2 separate regions of the Anser cygnoides genome follow, and region 1 is linked to region 2. Evidence: chromatin contacts called from public Hi-C data. All regions are on one chromosome and are shown on one strand. Each heading gives the region's core, a stretch centred on a gene start, on an enhancer-like site or on the middle of the called end of the contact. The rest is flanking DNA. Distances are from core to core; before and after follow the strand shown. Region 1 overlaps ARID1B (AT-rich interaction domain 1B). Region 2 has its middle 45 kb from the start of ARID1B.

Region 1 (3,736 bases), core at 1,102-3,601, 210 kb before region 2:
AGAACCTTGTATAAATCCTAAACTTCAACAAGCTTCTTCGTAAAGGCTTTTTTCTTTACACACACGCATCGCACAGGTTAGTCTGAAAGACTAAGATACAGGAAGCACCTGAGCAACAAATCTTCCTGTAACTTCTCCCAAAGAACTAAACCCCAGCACTCACCCTGTTTTCCAATTACGGTATCTGCACCAATTATAACAGTAAGTTGGCAACCCTGGAGACTGATTTTTATACTCATTTTAAGCTCGTTTTGCTCAGAATGTAAAGAAAAACTTGAACTGCAATCTCGGAGGTGAAAGGCTAGAGTTTTAATTTCCAAACCACGCAGCCCTGGCAGGTCTTTTCCACACTTGTGCTCTGCGGAGTCCATTTTGTTTCTGTATGTATTTCTGCTAAGGTTCCCCTTCCCCCTCCAAACAAAGAAGGTATCACTGCATTTATAAGAAAGACAGTCATTGACAGTTTTTGCTGCAGCTCATTTGTTATGTCCCACTAAGAGTTTACAAACAGCTGTCCCGTGCATCTCCACTGGATACAATTTTAGTCTAGACAGGGGAAATCCAAGCTACTGCTGCCCAAACAACATAAACACAGGAAGATTTTCAATCAATCATTGCATTAATAGGAACACATCTCATAATATAAGGGGAGGGCGTTTTGGAAGAAAGCCTATTTCAGAGCCTGAAACAGTGTAATTGCATGGTATTGTTCTTGTGCTAGGCAGGGCTATGGAACGACGCTCTTGCAAACCAGATTTTGGTGCAGTGGTAGATTTTGATAAAATGAGCCTTGTTTCTCCAACACAAGTGGCTTTCAAGACCACTGACAACTTTGAATTAAATGGTAAACAGACTAAATAAGACACGCACAGCACAGGCATTCATCTCCGCTTTGATACAATCAGGTCAGTGCCCACACAAATACATTTATTGCGTGACCATTATTTCTGTTTTTCTTCAAGTTGCTTTACCTGGGGAATGATGTTAAACACCGCAGCTACTAATGTACTAATGATTTTTCCTGTTCTCCTCTGTGCCAGCCTGTTGTCTATGCCCAAACATACCAACATCTAGAAAAACTGCTACTGCAGATACTTCTATGTTGTTATGTTTTTAGAGAAAAACAACGAGGCCTCCCTTCTTACATCTGGGGCATCCACATACCTACTCTTCATAAAACAAAATCAAATACAAATGAATAACCTTCATTACGAGACTTCCCCCCCCCCTCCCCCCCCGGGGGGGAAGGAGGCAAAGCAGCTATTATTCCATCCGTATTTTATTTTTTATTCAGGAAAGATAGCTGTCCCTTCATCAAGAAGCTCCGTTTACACTCATGATCTCGGATCAACTTTTACCAGTGGGTGTCAGTGTAACAGTATAATGATATAATGGGGGGAGGACATGCAGAAAAACCACGAAGAAACATAGATTAAGTTTTATTTTTAAATGCTACATCGATATAAAAAACAACCAGAGAAAACATCTCCTTTCAGAGACTTTCTGTTTCACTAGTGATGTATTCTGCACAGATCCTCTAACTTCGCACACGTTTGTGTTAGCATCCCCAAAGCGATCGACTTCAGCTTTTGTTTTCTGGACCTCTGGGTGTTGTGTGTGCATACACACACGCACACACACGCGGTGAATGTGGCGGACGTAACCCTTTTCCGTCGTTTTGAGAAAGCAAGACTGTCTCTTTAATTCAGATTTCGCAGCGAACAGTTAAGAGGCTCTGCGGACCCCAACTTATTAACCTGTGCCAATTTAACTAGTATTACTCAAGAGGTTCAGAAACCTAAAAATAGGTGTTAATCTGCGCGGACTGACAGCAACTAATCAGTACCTGCCCTGTCACAAGTTCCGTCCCTCCTACTCATTACACGGAGGGGGGGGGGCAGCACACGGGGAGGTAAAAAAAAGGAGAGACCCTGGTGTTTCCTTTTTTTTAATTCGTGTGCAGCTTTTCGTGAGGGGAAAAAAAAAATAAAAAAAAAACGAGATGTTTATATGGTAGGGCTCAATGTGAAAACTTGTTTCCGTACCAGCAAGCAATGGCTTCCTGAAAGCAAGAACTGTGTGCGTGTCTACCAAGCCACTCCGTCCAAAGCGATGAGGCTCTTTATTTTCACTCGGATCGAAAACAAGCGAGCACAGTTCACATCCACCCTAGTGCTGGGTCTCGTTAGCTGCGTTGGTGTGCGATGTGAAGTTTTAAGGGCCCGAGTTTTGCTCTGCCGAGAGCTGTTGGCCTGGCTCTACCCACAGAGCCGTGGATGGGAGCAAATGGCCAGCGGGGCGCAGGCCCCATGGTGGCCTTGCTCCGGTGGGTCCAGGGTTACGGCTGCTGGGAAGGGCCCCAACCAGCCACAACTGTCCCCCAGAGACGTACTTTTGGGGGAAAAGTGGGTTTAAAATTAAGAAACTAGTCAGCCGGGCTGGCTCACGGCTGAAATGAGGGATGAGGAGCGCTCGACTGGGCTGGGTGTTTCGTGCGTAACTCGTGCTATCCGGGATGTGCCGGATTTCGTTGAAGGGAAGGAATATTTTCGCAGGAAGTACCAAAATAATGTAAAACAATGCTGTAAGGCCATTGTGAGGAGAGGGAAGTAAACAACAGCGGGTTAACGGGGGGGGGGGGGGGGGGGCGGGGGGAGGAGGGGCGCTTTGCGAGCTTCGTTTGTGCGTTACTGAAAAGACAGAGAAAAAAAAAAGGAAAAAAAGAAAAGAAAAAAAAAAAAAAAAAGAGGCGAGGCAGGGCCCGGAGCGGGCTCTCCCGCCGAAGGCTGCCGCCCGCCCGCCCGCCAAATGGCCGCGCGGTGCCGGCGCCCCAACGGCCGCCCTGCGCCCGCGCCCGCAGCTGCGCCCGCGCCCCGCCGCGCGCCAATGGCGGCCCGCGCGCCCCTCCCCCGCCGCGGCGCGACCAGACCTGTTTTTGTCTGCGGCGGCGGCGCTCCGGGCCGCGCCGCTTCCTCCCGCCCTCCTCCTCCTCCTCCTCCTCCTCCTCCTCCCCCCCCTTCCCTGCCCCCCCACCCCCCGGCCTGGTTTTTCCATCCCTTCCCAGCCACCCTCCGCTCGCGTTAATTACGCGCAGCGAGCCGCGGCCCATCCAGGCCCCAAGTTGTGCTCAGAAAGGGGGGGGGCGCGGGGCAGGGGCAAGGGGACCGCGGCGGCTGAGGGCTCGCCGCTTGGAGGCTTTCTCCGCGCTCAGCCGAAACTCCCCCTGCTGCCACCCCCAGCTCTCGGGGACCATCGGTGTCGGTGGGGCCCACACGAAACATAAAAAGAATAAAAAAATAAAAAAGGGGGGCGAGTTAGAGCAGAGGGGCTCGGCCGGCCGCCCCCGCGGCTGGGCTCCTCAAGTTTCCTCAGGAGCGGCCGGCGCTGGGCAGGGGCTGCCGTGAGGGGCTGCCCTGGGGGCTGAGGGGCTGCCTGTGCCCGGCGCGGTGCGGGCAGCGCCCCCCGCCCTGTGCAGCGCTGAGGCGGGCGTACAAAGGCACATCTGTGCGTGCCGGAGGGCCGGCCTGACGTGTTTGCTGCTCGCAGCAGCTGCGGTTTCTGAGGAAACAAGGCTGATTTTCTAGTCAGGCTGGGAGATTTTTTTTTTTTTTAATTTTTTTTTTCTCCCCCTTTCCAAGCGCCTACGTGCGGGGGAGGGGAGCGGGAGCGGCGGGGGGAGGAGAGGAGAGGAGAGGAGAGGAGAGGAGAGGCCGCGCCGCAGCGGAGCCTCGGCGGG
Region 2 (3,820 bases), core at 653-3,152:
GTCGGTGGAAGGGTGCCCCGAACTGTGGCGGTAGCAGTGCAGGCCCTTGACAGAGGATGGCCCCTCTTCTCAAACTGCATGGCCACCCATCTTCCAAAGGTGAAAAGCACGCCTATGAGTGCGTGTGGTTGGGGTTTGTCAGCCTGGCTGTGGCAAGGTGAGGAGTCAGAGCCATTAAAGGACAGGCAAAGGGTCTCGTGGTACAAATCAGTAAGTGCAGATTTGCTTAGCAAGTATGGAAAAACGTAACAGGCCATCTGCCGATGGCGGACAGCTAAGACATGACAAGGTTAACCCGTGTAAAGAAACATCTCTTCCACTTGTGGCTGCTGCAGAGAAATGTCTGAGGGGCTGAAAAACTCCTGAAGATCTCTCCCACAGCAAACTGTGAAAAGCTACTGCAAGCTACAAACAGCTAGAGAAAATGGCATCTCTCCTAGAACAACAACAGCCTTCTCTCAGCCTTCTACTGAGATACCAACCTGTAAAAACCGTAGACTTACTTTTAAAGAAATGCAACCACTTGGACAGGATCCTATACCCAGCTACCAGGACTATATTCCTTCAAAGCAATGAAACAGAAACACACCTTGATTTTGCAGAGAAAAACACTGTGACTCTGAATGCGTCACACTTGTAAGTAATAAGTAATAATGCTTATTTGTCTCACCTTAAACACGGAGACATCCATGGAGACAAACAAGGCCTTGTGTGAGCTGCACAAGTCTATTTATCCCTGCCTCATCTTAACTAGTGCCAGGTTACAAAGAATCAGGGACACAAGTATCAGGAGAGCTAAACTAAAACAATACCACTGATGGTTGTAGTAATACATTTATGGCTTTTTTTGTTCTTTCCCTTTGGTTCTGGAGCCGCTACAGCACACGTTTCAAGTTTTTGCTGCGACCGAGAGGCCCAGAAACAGACTTTTTTTTTCCTCAGACGAAAGTCGAACTCTTGGTTGAGTCGTGGAAACGAAGCACCGCAGGATTTCTACCAGGTAACACCATCAGCGCGAAGGAGAGCCCCAGAACCCACAACACGGAGAGCCCGCCTGTGGGAGAGGTGAGGGCTGCGCGCTGACCTCACGGCTTCACCTTGCTCCAAAGGGCCCCGTGCCCCACGGCAGAGAAACCCCAAGCGACCTGCACGCTCGCTAATTAACAGGCTGCAATTAATACGCTAAGGGAACAGCGGGGTTGCAGAGGAGGGCTCTGGGAAGGGCAGCACCCTCTCCCAACCCCCTCACGCCGCACTGAGACCCCCGGGCAGCCCCTTGGGCACCTCCTCCCGGTCACCTCGCACCGAGACCCCCTTCCCCGAGCCGCCTGGGCGCCTCCCCCCGGCCCCAACCCGCCCCGACCCCGACCCGCCGCTTTCACCACCCCCATCCCCTCCCCAGCCCCCCCCGGCCGCCCCGCTCCGTGCGCTCCGGGCCGGCTCCAGGCCGGGTTTTGCGCGCAGCCGCGCCGCCCCGCTCGGCCGGCGGAGCCCCGCGCGCTCCCGCTCCCTCCCCGCCGCAGGCCGCGCGCGGGCGGGGGCCCAACGGTCGCCGCCCCGCCCCCCTCCCCTCACGCCCCCCCCCCCTCCCTGAGGGGGCCCGGGGGGGGCCGGGGGCTCTTTTTTGGGGCCGCCCTTGGTCCGCACGCACCGATAGCTGTCAGAAAAACCACCCTGACGTCATCCCCGGGTTAAAAAGAGCTGGCTTTTGTTCTCTTCCCCCTCCCACCACTTCTCCCCCCCCCCCCCCCCCCCCCCCGCCCCGAGGATCCAAAGCGAGAACGTTGGCAAAAAATAAAAATAATAAGGATTCCTCTCCCCCGCGCTAATTGCGATGCAGAGGGGGGGGTGTTGCGGTAGGGATCCTGCTCGGGATCCTGCCGCGGTGTAACGCTGCCCTCTGAGCTGCGGGAGGGGGGCGGCCTGGCCTGCCTGCCTGCCCCGAAATCCCGTCGGCGGAGATGGCACAAAAGCGTTTTAATGGCAATCGAAAAGCGCTTTAATGGCAGTCCATGGAGGATCGCAAGGTCCGGGGATGAAATGTTGATTAAAAGGTGTTGATTAAAAACGCTCTGTGTGTGGGTCGGTTCTTTTATTTATTTATTTATTTTTCCACGTCCGCGACTTGCTTAAATACAAGTAAACAGCCTGAGCGAGCAGAAAGGCAGCTTTCCCAGCCGCCCCCGGTGCGTGCTGGAGGCAGGCCGTCAGGAGTTTGTGCAACGCTTCGAGCGGCAGCGCGCAGATTTAAAGCAGCGTGCTCCGAAGGGTTACTGCTTACACTGCTTACACTGCTTACACTGCTTACACTGCTTACACTGCTTATTGGGGCACCATTAAACCAGCCCCGAACAGGCCAATGTGCTTTTTCTCCCCCTCCTTCCCCGTTTCCTCCCTGCTGCCGAGCCGCAGGGATTCGCGATTCCCGACGCGCAAGGCCAAGCCCTCTGTTTCGTTGCAGTCACAGGTTTTTGTGGCAAAACTTTCCAAGCACGTTTTCACTCTTTAGGAAATACCGAGCTGGAGGGTTCCGTATACATTGCCTGACTCCGTGTGAAAAAAAAGAAGGAGTTACAATTGTGTTGAAGAACATTTTTGTTGTTGTTGTTCAGAAGGAGGTGAGTCAACTTCCTACACAAAGACTTGAATCGCCCGCCCTGCGCATTAACAACAAAAACTGGCCTCTCTTCCAGGCTTGTGCTCATGCACACGCACACGCCGGGAGGAGAATTGCTGGCAGGAGGGGTGGATGCTGGCAGCCGCCATAGCAAGAGGGCATTGTCAGTGTGCCACGCTTTTATCCAAATGGGAAACGCTTCAAGTTTCATCTTCTTTTACCACTTCTGTTGTCGCCTTCCTGCATGGCTCTCCCTAGCTGCTGGGGAAGCCTTCTCCAGCGTAACTCAGAATTGTTGCTGTTAGCTTTTTACATCAGTCTCTACCAGTCCTGCCTCAGGGCAGGAACCGTGGTTAACACCCAGCTTTTGAAAAGGGGAGACAGAGTGGGCAGAAAAATATAGCACAGATGAGTTGTTTAAGGCCACAGAAGTCTCCTGACTATCTCCTGGGCAGATGTAGGCTGCGCTGTCTCACCAGGTGTTCAAACATCCCTAGGTGAATTGTAGAAGCAATGAAGATTTCCATCATGAATAAGAAATGGGAAGCACTTTTTTAATCTTTGTAGTTTTTACCCAGTGTTTATTTAAATAGAAATATTTTGGGGCACATCTTTGGGTGTTCCGAAGGGCAAATACTTCTCATAATTTATTTACCCCACTGTGGTCTGGTCACTGTAAGATGTCTTTTTTGCTAGAGGAATGATGCTGAACTGTAGGTACTCAGCTAGGTCTGGCACTGGCAGATACTTGGGTGTTGCCAATGAGATTTTATAATGTCCTTTCTTTTGCATCTGGCAGGAGACACCAAAAAGGTTGACCAACTCTGCTTTAGTGGCTGGATTTTTGTTGTTGTTGTTTCAATTTTTATTTACGTGTTCAGACCTATTTTAGTTAATCTTTATTTTTGTGGTGCTTAGAGAAAACTATTGGAAAGGCAGTATTAGATAATGTGACAAGTTGAGGATGACTATTTCATAATAGCATAAGGCTTTTTTCTAGTATTAGATGTAATTCATTTATTTTAAAATGGTGATGACAACAATAATAAATTCTCTTGTCTCTGCAAGACAGACTGCAATAGAATATGGGATATAGTAAGCTGCCATTGTCACTTATTATCCTGCAAACACATGGAAGACAATGGAAGGTCAAGTATCTAAATTAACTCTTCTAGGTCTGTGCTCATGGAAGGTACCAGATTA

The links. A called contact is a pair of places that touch in the nucleus more often than the background predicts.
Region 1: a Hi-C map of liver shows a contact between it and region 2, with 10 times the contacts expected there. The contact joins two enhancer-like sites. A contact is called at or near these places in 2 of 7 Hi-C or Micro-C datasets (both in liver).

Annotation. Positions count from the first base shown.
Region 1 is chr3:56,566,031-56,569,766 of Taihu_goose_T2T_genome, reverse strand. The region is part of intron 5 of ARID1B (AT-rich interaction domain 1B); the gene reads right to left. Among named protein-coding and RNA genes, the nearest start is that of ARID1B, 170 kb to the right of the region's middle. Within about 2 kb of position 2,351, at least 3 of the 3 cell types and tissues checked have open chromatin away from gene starts, as enhancers often do. A contact at or near this core is called in liver, where this site is marked.
Region 2 is chr3:56,354,328-56,358,147 of Taihu_goose_T2T_genome, reverse strand. No RefSeq gene overlaps it. Among named protein-coding and RNA genes, the nearest start is that of ARID1B, 45 kb to the left of the region's middle. Within about 2 kb of position 1,902, at least 3 of the 3 cell types and tissues checked have open chromatin away from gene starts, as enhancers often do. A contact at or near this core is called in liver, where this site is marked.